2 separate regions of the Macaca mulatta genome follow, and region 2 is linked to region 1. The links are chromatin contacts, called in public Hi-C maps. All regions are on one chromosome and are shown on one strand. The core of a region is the stretch at or near the end of the contact, and the rest is flanking DNA. Distances in the headings are between cores, read along the strand shown. Region 1 holds the start of CAP1 (cyclase associated actin cytoskeleton regulatory protein 1). Region 2 holds the start of MYCL (MYCL proto-oncogene, bHLH transcription factor).

Evidence for each region. A called contact is a pair of places that touch in the nucleus more often than the background predicts.
Region 2: a contact with region 1 is called in a Hi-C map of fetal cortical plate, with 1.6 times the contacts expected there. The contact joins the promoter of MYCL here to the promoter of CAP1 in region 1. A contact is called at or near these places in 2 of 14 Hi-C or Micro-C datasets (fetal cortical plate and liver).

The regions. Positions count from the first base shown.
Region 1 is chr1:200,747,628-200,753,094 of T2T-MMU8v2.0, forward strand. It overlaps CAP1 (cyclase associated actin cytoskeleton regulatory protein 1), which reads right to left and starts at 3,346. Exons shown (of 13, transcript XM_015136064.3): 1 at 2,540-3,346. LOC106997909 (a long non-coding RNA gene) reads left to right here and starts at 4,732. Exons shown (of 2, transcript XR_003723509.2): 1 at 4,732-4,915.
Region 2 is chr1:200,884,062-200,888,960 of T2T-MMU8v2.0, forward strand. It overlaps MYCL (MYCL proto-oncogene, bHLH transcription factor), which reads left to right and starts at 3,063. Exons shown (of 3, transcript XM_015136019.3): 1 at 3,063-3,314; 2 at 3,679-4,183. The coding sequence starts at 3,234.

The sequences.
Region 1 (5,467 bases), core at 2,096-4,595:
AACATTCAAAATGCATTTTTTTCCCATGTCACTTCCCTAATTTACCTCTCATACTCTTTATCTGAATGGTACTACCCAGTTCCCTAAGACAGAAAGCCAGGCAATTGTGCTACTCTTACTTCTTCATTCCCATAATCAGCCTCCAATTCTACGGATTCTATCTTCTTAATATTGCTCACATATGATCCCTCTACATTCCCATTTCCACCGTCTTAGTTCATGTCTTAGTTCATGTCTACAGCAAGAGCTTCCAAACACTGGTTTACTTCCCCCATAGGCCTGGTCCCCTCCTACTTGACAGAATGAACTTTCTAAAATATAAATCTGATGACATCATTTTCCTGCATAAAACCCTTCAAAGCATCTCTATAGCTTTCAGGGTAAAAATCCAAATTCTTTAGCATGACTTACAATGTCCTCCACATATGACTGACCTGACCACATCTCACTTCCTCCACTTCCTCAACCATTACTAGAATTCCAGTGACACTGAACTAGTCGTGGTCTTTCAGCTGTCCAGTTCTCCAGGTCCTTGCACCTGTAGTAGTCTCTGCCTGGAAATCCCTTTTCCAGATTCCCTATATAGTTAAATAAATATTTCAAGAGTTAGCCTCCCATTTCCTCCTGGAAGCCTGGACAACTGGCTCAGGTATTTCTCCTCTGTGCTCTTGTAGCCCTGTGCTATGCGCTATGAAACTGTAAGCCATCCCTCATTTACTTGTCTATTTCCTCTCCCACTGTAAACTCCAGAAGAACTGTATTCTTTGCCACAAAGGCTGTCTCATTAAAATGTGCCTCATACATGCTAAGGTCTTAACAAATATCTGGTGGGGCCGGGCACGGCGGCTCACGCCCATAATCCCAGCACTTTGGGAGGCCGAGGTGGGGGATCACCTGAGGTCAGGAGTTTGAGAGCAGCCTGGCCTTCATGGGGAAACCCCATCTCTACTAAAAATACAAATAAATAAATTAATTAAAGTCTGGTAAATGATAAATGTGCTGATCTGCTCAAGGATTTTCACTTGAAGAGAGATCCCACAAAGAGCTTCAACTGACACAGTTCTGATGCTAACCTGTCTCAAATGTTCTCATTCCCCTCTTCGAACACATTCCTATTTATCCTTCAAAATTCATCTTAAAAACTCTGCTTCTTCAGAAGGGCTTTTCCTGAACCCCTTGTTACATACTTTCAGAGCACCGTGTTCTTTCCTAACTCTCATCAACATAATTATTTCTTAAACATCCCTGCAAACAGTGCTAGCTCCATGCGGGCAGGGTCTACATTGTTTTGTTTTAAAGCTGCATTCCCCGCATCTGGGAAAATGCTGGCACAGAATAAACACAATTTGTTACGCTGAATTTAATCCTGTGGGGTCAGCAGAGATCTCCACTTAAATGATGAAAAAAAGGAGGCTCAAAGAAGTTAAATAAGGCACCTATGGCCATAGACACTTGGCACTGCGGCCAGACCAAACCTGAGCCGTCTGGTTTCAGGTCCAGAAGTACACACCTTCAATAAAGTTAGCCTGGCTTTTCAAAACAAGAGCAGCAGCCGAGGAGGAAAAGGAGGATATCTGCCCGTAAATACAAGGATTTGCCCGCCTCTCTTTTAAAAACTCCCTAGGCATTTCAAACGGCTCAATTTGGGAAGAGGGGAAAAAAAAGTTCCACGCAGCGATGGCCTTTGACCTGCAGCAGCCTTAGGGGCAACACCGACCGGAAGACCATCCCAAGTTAGAGAGGTTCCGAGCAACAAGGGAAGGAACCGGGGCTGGTCATCTTAGGAACCAGGACCATGATTCTGATTATTTTCCTCACTCGCTATATATCTCGGACTAGCCTCTTTTCTAGGGATCAATTTACCCATCAGTGCAATGGGAGCATCAACAGGGAACAAGAAAGACTCTCCGATCTCGGAGGTTCCTTCCAGTCAGAGCACCTCAGGAATCAGGCCTCCGCTGAAAATGATGGGCGGCACTGCGAAATCGGGCAGAGGGGCCTCCCTCGGGCAACCGGACTCAGCTGCTCACCCCGGCCCCACCTCAAGAGACCGCGCCCAGGAGTCCGGGTCGGCCTGAGGGCCTCAGCCCCGGCCCTCTAGGCAGGGTTCACGACACGCGCGCAGGCCAGAAGGGCCATTAACAACACCAGGGGCCCATGGGCCGCGGAGGAGACCCCAGTCCCTACCAAGCTGCACACCCTCACCTCAGAGTTCTGCCTCACCTCCGGACTACGATCAGCCGCTCTCCGCTTCCGGCAAGAACCGCCCAGCAATCTCCGCGCGACCCACTTCCGGGCCCTCACTGGGCGCGGCACCCCCACCGGAAATGAGCCGCCGGCTGAAGCGCTAGGCTGGCCCGCGACTGGGCAGGAAGTCTCACGGCCCCGCTCGTGACTCCGCCCCCCTTTGCCACGCCCCGGAGAAAGCGGCCCAGCTCGCACAGAGGGCACTTGGGGAAGAGCCCCGCCCTCAAGGCGGGAGCGACGCGAGGAGGGCGGGCTCACAAGCGAGGTCACGCCCTCGTCCCGCTTTACCTACCCGGAATCGTCCCCGAGACCCGGGCGCAGGAAGGGCAGAAGTCCCTGGCTAAGCTCGTCTCTGGAAGGAACAGAAGAGTGGCCAGTTCTCTGTCAGTTTGGTCTCAGTGGCAGAGGCCGGTTCCTTTCCGCTGCAGTCCGGAAAGGGTCTTGGAACGACTGGGGTCCAGGATTCTCTGAGGGCAGGAATCCGGTCGGCCGTCAGCTCTTGGTGGGGATCGAGGCCAAGCTCCCCCTGTCTCTGGGCGTGCATACCTCGGTTTCCCCGTTTGTGACGTGGGAAGGCAATTAGTCTGGACATTGTTGTGGGAGGACTTGCGGAGACTGGGCGCAGGGTGTGGGGGTCAGTGAGGGCGCTGTGGGTCAGCCTCAGCCCGGCTGGCAGTCCCGGGACTGGGAAGGTAAGAAACCCTCCGCTCTCACCCCACTTCCTGTTTGGTCGGTGTGTTTTGTGACCATAGATGGTCAGGTCTGGGGCCGCGCGAGAGCCTCCGCCCTTGTGGTTTTGGAGCCCTTCCTCCCGGCGCGCAGGGTGTGGTCCCCGAGAATAAGATGAGCAAAATTAAAGCAGATCCTGCACCCACCATGCTGAAATCCGGCTTCTGAGGCAGCCTCGCCCTGGGCTGCGCGGGCCCAGGCGGCTGCTACTCGCTTCAGGGGGAGGTTCCGCACGGTGGCTGCCGCGCGCAGGGGAGGATTCACTTCCTTGCTCCTTGGGCTGGGAGATCCGATATTTGTTCCCTCAAGACTCACGCTCTCCAACCGGTCATTATCCTCCCACAAAGATTTATTTCTAGAAAAAACTGGCGAGTGCCACAGTTCCCGCCCCTTCGGCTGAAAGACTGTGACAGCTCCGTGTTTCAAGTTGAATGCAGGAGTTATATGCCAGAGTCAATCATTCAACAACTAAAGTTCTTATAATAACAGCTACCATTTACTGCACGCTGACTACTTGCCAGACCTATGCTGAGTTCTTCAAGCGTATTTTCATTTACTCCTAATAGCAACTCTCGGTGGTTGGTACCATTATGTCCTCTGGTTTTCAAATGAGGAAGCTGAATAACTTGCCAAGGTCAGAAAATAACTGTTGAAACTGAAGGAAACACATCTGTCTGACTCTAAATCCCAGGAGCTTAATTAGCCCCTGTGATAGACCACACTGCAGTCATTTGAGGCAGTTTTGAGGCGGTGAATGCCTCTGGATCTGGAGACACACTGGGTTCCAGTGCTGGCATAGGCCCTCTACTAGGGGTCAGACTTTGGTCAGGTTACTTTGGACGGGTTACTGAGCCTCTTCCTAACTATATGGCTCCCAGCATGTTTAAAAGAACATGACAACATGAAAAAATATGGTATAAAAGTCATAGTATATTTTAAATATTGACATTTAACTAAAAACACTGTCTCTCACACAAACTCTAACTTTATTTGGATATAGTCTTTGACTCTGCATTTGGTTCTTCTAAATCTCTTTCTGGATTAGGGACAGAAGGAACATAGACCATACATGCATTCTAGAGGAAGAGGAGAGAGAAGAGGAAGCAGGAAGGAGAAGGAAGAAAGTTTCCTCATCTATCAAATGGGGAATATTCATGGGGCTGTAATGAGAAACAGAAGCAGTAATGTATGTGAAACCACTTTGTAAAATGCTTCATTATAAAGAATGTACACACGACTTAAGTTACAACCCCTGCCCTAAGGAATGTCCGGTCTTTTAAGAAGTCTAGATACATGCACTTGTAACTCCAGTAAGAGATTGGAAGATAGTTGAAGAACATCCATCACATGAAGGGCTGGGCGCAGTGGCTCACATCTGTAATCCCAGCACTTTGGGAGGCCGAAGCAGGCAGATCATGAGGTCAAGAGATCAAGACCAGCCTGGCCAATATGGTGAAACCCTGTCTCTACTAAAAAATACAAAAATTAGCTGGGCGTGGTGGCAGGCATCTGTAGTCCCAGCTACTTGGGAGGCTGAGGCAGAAGAATCGCTTGAACCCGGGAGGTGGAGGTTGCAGTGAGCTGAGATTGTGCCACTGTACTCTAGCCTGGCGACAGAGGGAGACTCTGTCTCAAAAAAATAAATAAATAAAAGAATATCTGTAACATGTATTTATGCACTGAAAAAAAATTATTGAGCTACATAGTAGCAATTATTGGAAGAGTTCAATAATTGCTATGTTATTTTGTACCAAGCACAACTGGGGATCCAGCAGTGGACAAGTCAGACCCTGTTACTGCTCTCATGGTGCTTACAGTCTATTTTGGAAATAGTATTACCATTTGGAGTGGTCATCAGAAGATGTGCTGCCTTCTGTCTTCCAGCTTTTTCCTCCTCACTGATCTTGCCCCTTGTCCAGGACCCATTGCTTCATCCGTGGTGAGTTCTCATCTAGCACATGTTCAGTGAGTGCCTTGAATTCAGAATAGTAATTTCCTAGGCAGAGATGGACGGACAGATCGTTGCAGAGCAAACATGAATGAACAGTAATGGAGATGGGAATCTGTGCTGGGCTGAGGTGAGAGGTTCCTGCAGGAGAGGAGTAGGAGATAAGGCTAAAGAAAAGGGGGTTGAGCAAACTGCCGGGCCAGAGAGGTCAAACCTTAGTGAGAAAGCAAGGAGGCACTAGTCATACTGTATTTTAGAAATAAAAATCTAGCTACCGTGTAGGGCATGGCCTTCAGTGGGCAACAAAAGAGGCAGGGAGAACTGCTAGAAGATAAGCACAAAGATCTAATCAGAATCTGAATCAAAGCTGTGGTATGCGGATGCAATCAAGGAGAGAATGCAGAAGATACTGTTCTCATAAAGGGGGAAATGATGGTGATGATAAAAAGATAATAAATGAAAAGGGGATAATTTGCATATGAGACTTCAGACTAGATCTGGTACAGGTCCTATGGTTTGAATGTTTGCATCCTCTCCAAAATT
Region 2 (4,899 bases), core at 1,813-4,312, 140 kb after region 1:
TCCAGTCTGGGCAACAGAGTGAGACCCTGTCTCAAAAAATCATAACAACATAATTCGGAGCCAAGGTGAGTGGATCATTTGAGGTCAGGAGTTCAAGACCAGCCTGGCCAACATGGTGAAACCCGGTCTCCACTAAAAATACAAAAAATTAGGGAGGATGGGGAGGTATAGCATTAGGAGAAATACCTAAAGTAAATGACGAGTTAACGGGTACAGCACACCAACATGGCACATGTATACATATGTAACAAACCTGCACATTGTGCACATGTACCCTAGAACTTAAAGCATTAAAAAAAAAAAGGAACAGAAGCAGTATGACCTTTAAAAAAAAATTAGCTGGGCGTGGTGGCAGGTGCCTGTAATCCCAGCTACTTGGGAGGCTGAGGCAGGAGAATCGCTTGAACCTGGGAGGGGGAGGTTACAGTGAGCCAAGATTGTACTACAGCACTCTAGCCTAGGCAATAGAGACTTGTCTAAATAAATAAATAAATAATAAAACGCAAAAACTAAAGCATTAGAGTTTTGCGTTCAGTCATATACTTAGCACCCATGATGTGCCAGGCTCTGTTCTAAAGCCCTAGGGTACAGCAGTGAATAATTTTGTGTTCAGTCATATACTCAGCACCCATGATGTGCCAGGCTCTGTTCTCGAGCCCTGGCGTACAGCAGTGAATAAGGCTGACATTTGTGTGCCCTCACTGAGTTTACAGTCTGACAAGGAAGACATAAAACAAACAAAAATATTCAAAGTGAAAAAGCAGTGCAACTCTCAGAAGACAACTTAATTTCCTTTTTCCTACTTCTTGAGGAGGGGCAGCATCTCCTGGTTGCCCCCAGATATCATCTACAATGAAACCATGGGAGGAGCTGCAGGGTGGGGGCTGTAGTCTAGGTGAGGAAGACCCATTCTCCAAATGTAAATTTCCAGCCTCCCTTGAGGTCTATACCACCAATTATTCCAATAAAGTTATTTTCTACTTACATTTGTCTAAGGTTGGTTTTTGTTTTGTTTTGTTTTGTTTTGTTTTGTTTTGTTTTGTTTTGAGACGGAGTCTCGCTCTGTCGCCCAGGCTGGAGTGCAGTGGTGTGATCTCAGCTCACCGCAAGCTCCGCCTCCCGGGTTCACGCCATTCTCCTGCCTCAGCCTCCGGAGTAGCTGGAACTACAGATGCCTGCCACGACACCCAGTTAATTTTTTTGTATTTTTAGTAGAGATGGGGTTTCACTGTGTTAACCAGGATGGTCTCGATCTCCTGACCTTGTGATCCGCCTGCCTCGGCCCCACAAAGTGCTGAGATTACAGGCAAGAGCCACCGTGCCCGGCCTAAGTTTGGTTTTTGTTATTTGTAACCAATAACCCAGACTAGTACGGCAACCATCTCAGACATCTGCGGACCAGAGAAAAGTCACTAAAAGACAATCCAACGTCTGCGTCTTGGGGCGCAACCAAACCTGGAACCCTTCTAATTTGTGGCTTCCGTTTAGCACAAAGCAGGGCACACAAGCTCTCTCAGTGAAATCTGGTTGGCTGAGTCTCTCAGTCAGTTAGTTCACAAATGTCTGCCAGAAGCTGTTCTATGTGCAGAAATCACAAAGCAAGTAGGAGCAGGTTTCTGCCTTCAAGGATATCCCACATGCAGCCCAGACCCAACGTATCTAAAACGGAAGGCTGTCATTTTCCCTGCCTTCTCTCCCAACCCATGTAACAACTCACATTCGGGTCCCATGCTCCAACCACATTGAACTGCTTGCCCTTCTCACTTCCGTCTGCCAACAGTGAGTAGTTTGGTGTTCTTAGATCACAGGGGTGGGAGGGAAAGAGAGAGACAGCAGGTAATCAGGCTGGGGTAGACAGACACCAGACCTTGATGCCAGGTGGAGGAATCTAGATGTATTGGCTGCTGTCCCAAGTTACTCTCTTCTGGCCTAAATCTCAGACTGGCCATATAGTTTAATTTTTTCTCTTCCACCAAAGGTCATCTGTGTAGAAGATGACACAAAGGGGAACCCAGCACGGTGGTCCATGCCTGTAATCCCTACACTTTCGGAGTCTAAGGAAGGAGGATCATTTGAGCCCAGGAGTTCGAGGCTGAGGCGAGTCATGATCGAGTCACTGCACTCCAGCCTTGACGCTGAGTGAGACCCCGTCTCTTAAAAAAATATTAAAAATTTAAAAAAGTTATACAGAGGGGTTATCTATCATCTTGGCCAGCGATGCCGGGCAAAACTTGAAACAACTTGGTCCTGCAGTATTTTCCAGATGCCAAATCCTCATTCTCTTTTCTCTACTGTGCAGCTCCTACAGTGTTTTGTGTGAGAAGAGAGGGAGCACAGCGGGTCTCAGCCCTGGCTTTGCCCCGGGAAAAATTCCTCCTCACTTCTGCACCGCCCTACCGAAAGCAGGGGCTAAGCCAGCGCCGTCTGCGTCTCCTCCTGGCCCAGGCCCCTTCCCTAGATGCTCTATTTCCCTAAAGCCTCACAACAACCCTGTAAGGTAAGCATTACCATCCCTTCATTTTACAGATGAAACTGAGGCTCAGGAGGGTTACGTTTCAGGCTCTAAAGCCCGGCATCTTCGCTTCGATGCCGTCCAGGCTTAGGCCACCGAGCTTAAGAAACGGGCCGACGGGTGACCAGACGGACGCCGGAACCAACCCAAGTTCAGGGCTGAGGGCCGCCAGGTGGCGCGTTTCCCTCCTCCCCCCGCGGCGGCTCGGGCGCACCTGAACCCAGCGGGGCGCGCCGGGGAAAGTAGGCGCGCAGGGTGGAGCGGGGAGTAGCCCTAATTCTCCAATTCGGAGTGGGCAAGGAGCATGGTTTACTTCAGCCGGCTGGCACTGCCAGCGCCTCGATAGAGTCACGCCTCCACCAGGCGGCTGCCGGGCCCCATCAGCCCGCCTCCTGTTTGCGCTCCCCAGCGTGCAATTTATTTGGGGGGCTACCGGGGATAGAACGGAGTGGGCGAGCGCTGCCAGGAGGTGGGGCCTGCCCCACCTGTCGACTGCCTGGAGTGGGCAGGGAGGAGGCGGGGTTTGTTCCATAGGGCCCGCCCCCCAGTCCCTGGGTCCCGGGCGCGCGACGAGATATAAGGCAGCCAGGAAACAATGCGCCTGCAGCTCGCGCTCCCGCGCCGATCCCGAGAGCGTCCGGGCCACCGTGCGCGAGCGAAGGAGGGGGCGCGCGCGCGGGGGGCGCGCTTGTGAGTGCGGGCCGCGCTCTCGGCGGCGCGCATGTGCGTGTGTGCGGGCTGCCGGGCTGCCCCGAGCCGGCGGGGAGCCGGTCCGCTCCAGGAGGCGGGCGGCGGGAGCGAGGTGAAGCTGCGGGTGGCCCCGGCACGGGAGCGGGTCCCGCGGTGCGGGCTGGCTGCAGGGTGCCTTCTGGGCACGGCGCGCCCCCGCCCGGCCCCACCGGGCCCTGGGAGCTGCGCTCCGGGCGGCGCTGGCAAAGTTTGCTTTGAACTCGCTGCCCGCAGCCGGGTCCGCGCTCTGCGATTGGCTTCCCCTGCCACTCTGACCCGGGGCCCGGCTTCTCGGGACGCGAGGACTGGGCGCAGGCTGCAAGCCGGTGGGGTTGGGGAGGAACTAGAGCCTGGCAGCCGGCTGTGCCGAGGGACCCGGGGACGCCTCCTTCGCCCGGCCGGCACCCGGTCAGCACGTCCCCATTTCCCTCCCGCAGGGAGCGGACATGGACTACGACTCGTACCAGCACTATTTCTACGACTATGACTGCGGGGAGGATTTCTACCGCTCCACGGCGCCCAGCGAGGACATCTGGAAGAAATTCGAGCTGGTGCCATCGCCCCCCACGTCGCCGCCCTGGGGCTTGGGTCCCGGCGCAGGGGACCCGGCCCCCGGGATTGGTCCCGCGGAGCCGTGGCCCGGAGGGTGCACCGGGGACGAAGCGGAATCCCGGGGCCACTCGAAAGGTTGGGGCAGGAACTACGCCTCCATCATCCGCCGCGACTGCATGTGGAGCGGCTTCTCGGCCCGGGAACGGCTGGAGAGAGCTGTGAGCGACCGGCTCGCCGCTGGCGCGCCCCGGGGGAACCCGCCCAAGGCGTCCGCCGCCCCGGACTGCACTCCCAGCCTCGAAGCCGGCAACCCGGCGCCCGCCGCCCCCTGTCCGCTGGGCGAACCCAAGACCCAGGCCTGCTCCGGGTCCGAGAGCCCAAGCGACTCGGGTAAGGACCTCCCCGAGACATCCAAGAGGGGGCCACCCCATGGGTGGCCAAAGCTCTGCCCCTGCCTGAGGTCAGGCACTGGCTCTTCTCAAGCTCTTGGGCCATCTCCCCCTCTCTTTGGCCGAAGCTGCCCGTGTAGCCCCCAGCCGTGTATGTCTGGCACGTGGGTGTGTTGGTAAACAGTTTGGAGAAGTGGCGTGGGAGCCAGCGTCCCTTTGATGATTATTGGAGCCCCAGGGGACCAGGGATATGTAGTGAGGTTTGGCGCTTAGAGAGGACAATACTGGGGTTGGACTGTAAGGGATTTCTGTCCTAACGAGTCCGGAAGGGGATCCCTTAAGAGTCACTCCAAGCCTGAAGTTTTTTTTGCTGCTGCCTCTTTCCCTGGGAAACTCACACTCCCCTAGGGGGAGAAGAAGCTGAGAGCCTTTTGTGCAAAGCCAAAGCCCATCCTTTTAAAAAACTAGGTCTCCAGTTGGCTTTACTTAAAAATGCCAATAATAAATGCCCTCTTGTGCCTCCCCACCACCACTTACCACTCGTGCATCCCTGAGACAGGAAGGGAAGAATGAACACTCCCCATTAACAGATGGAAAAACTGAGGCTTAGAGATAGAAAATCACTACAAGTCAGCTCCAGCTTTCTGCCATCTAGCCAGCCCCTCTTCCCCAGTGCTCCATCCCAACCAGGCACCTCTTCCTTGATGTTTGGGTCTT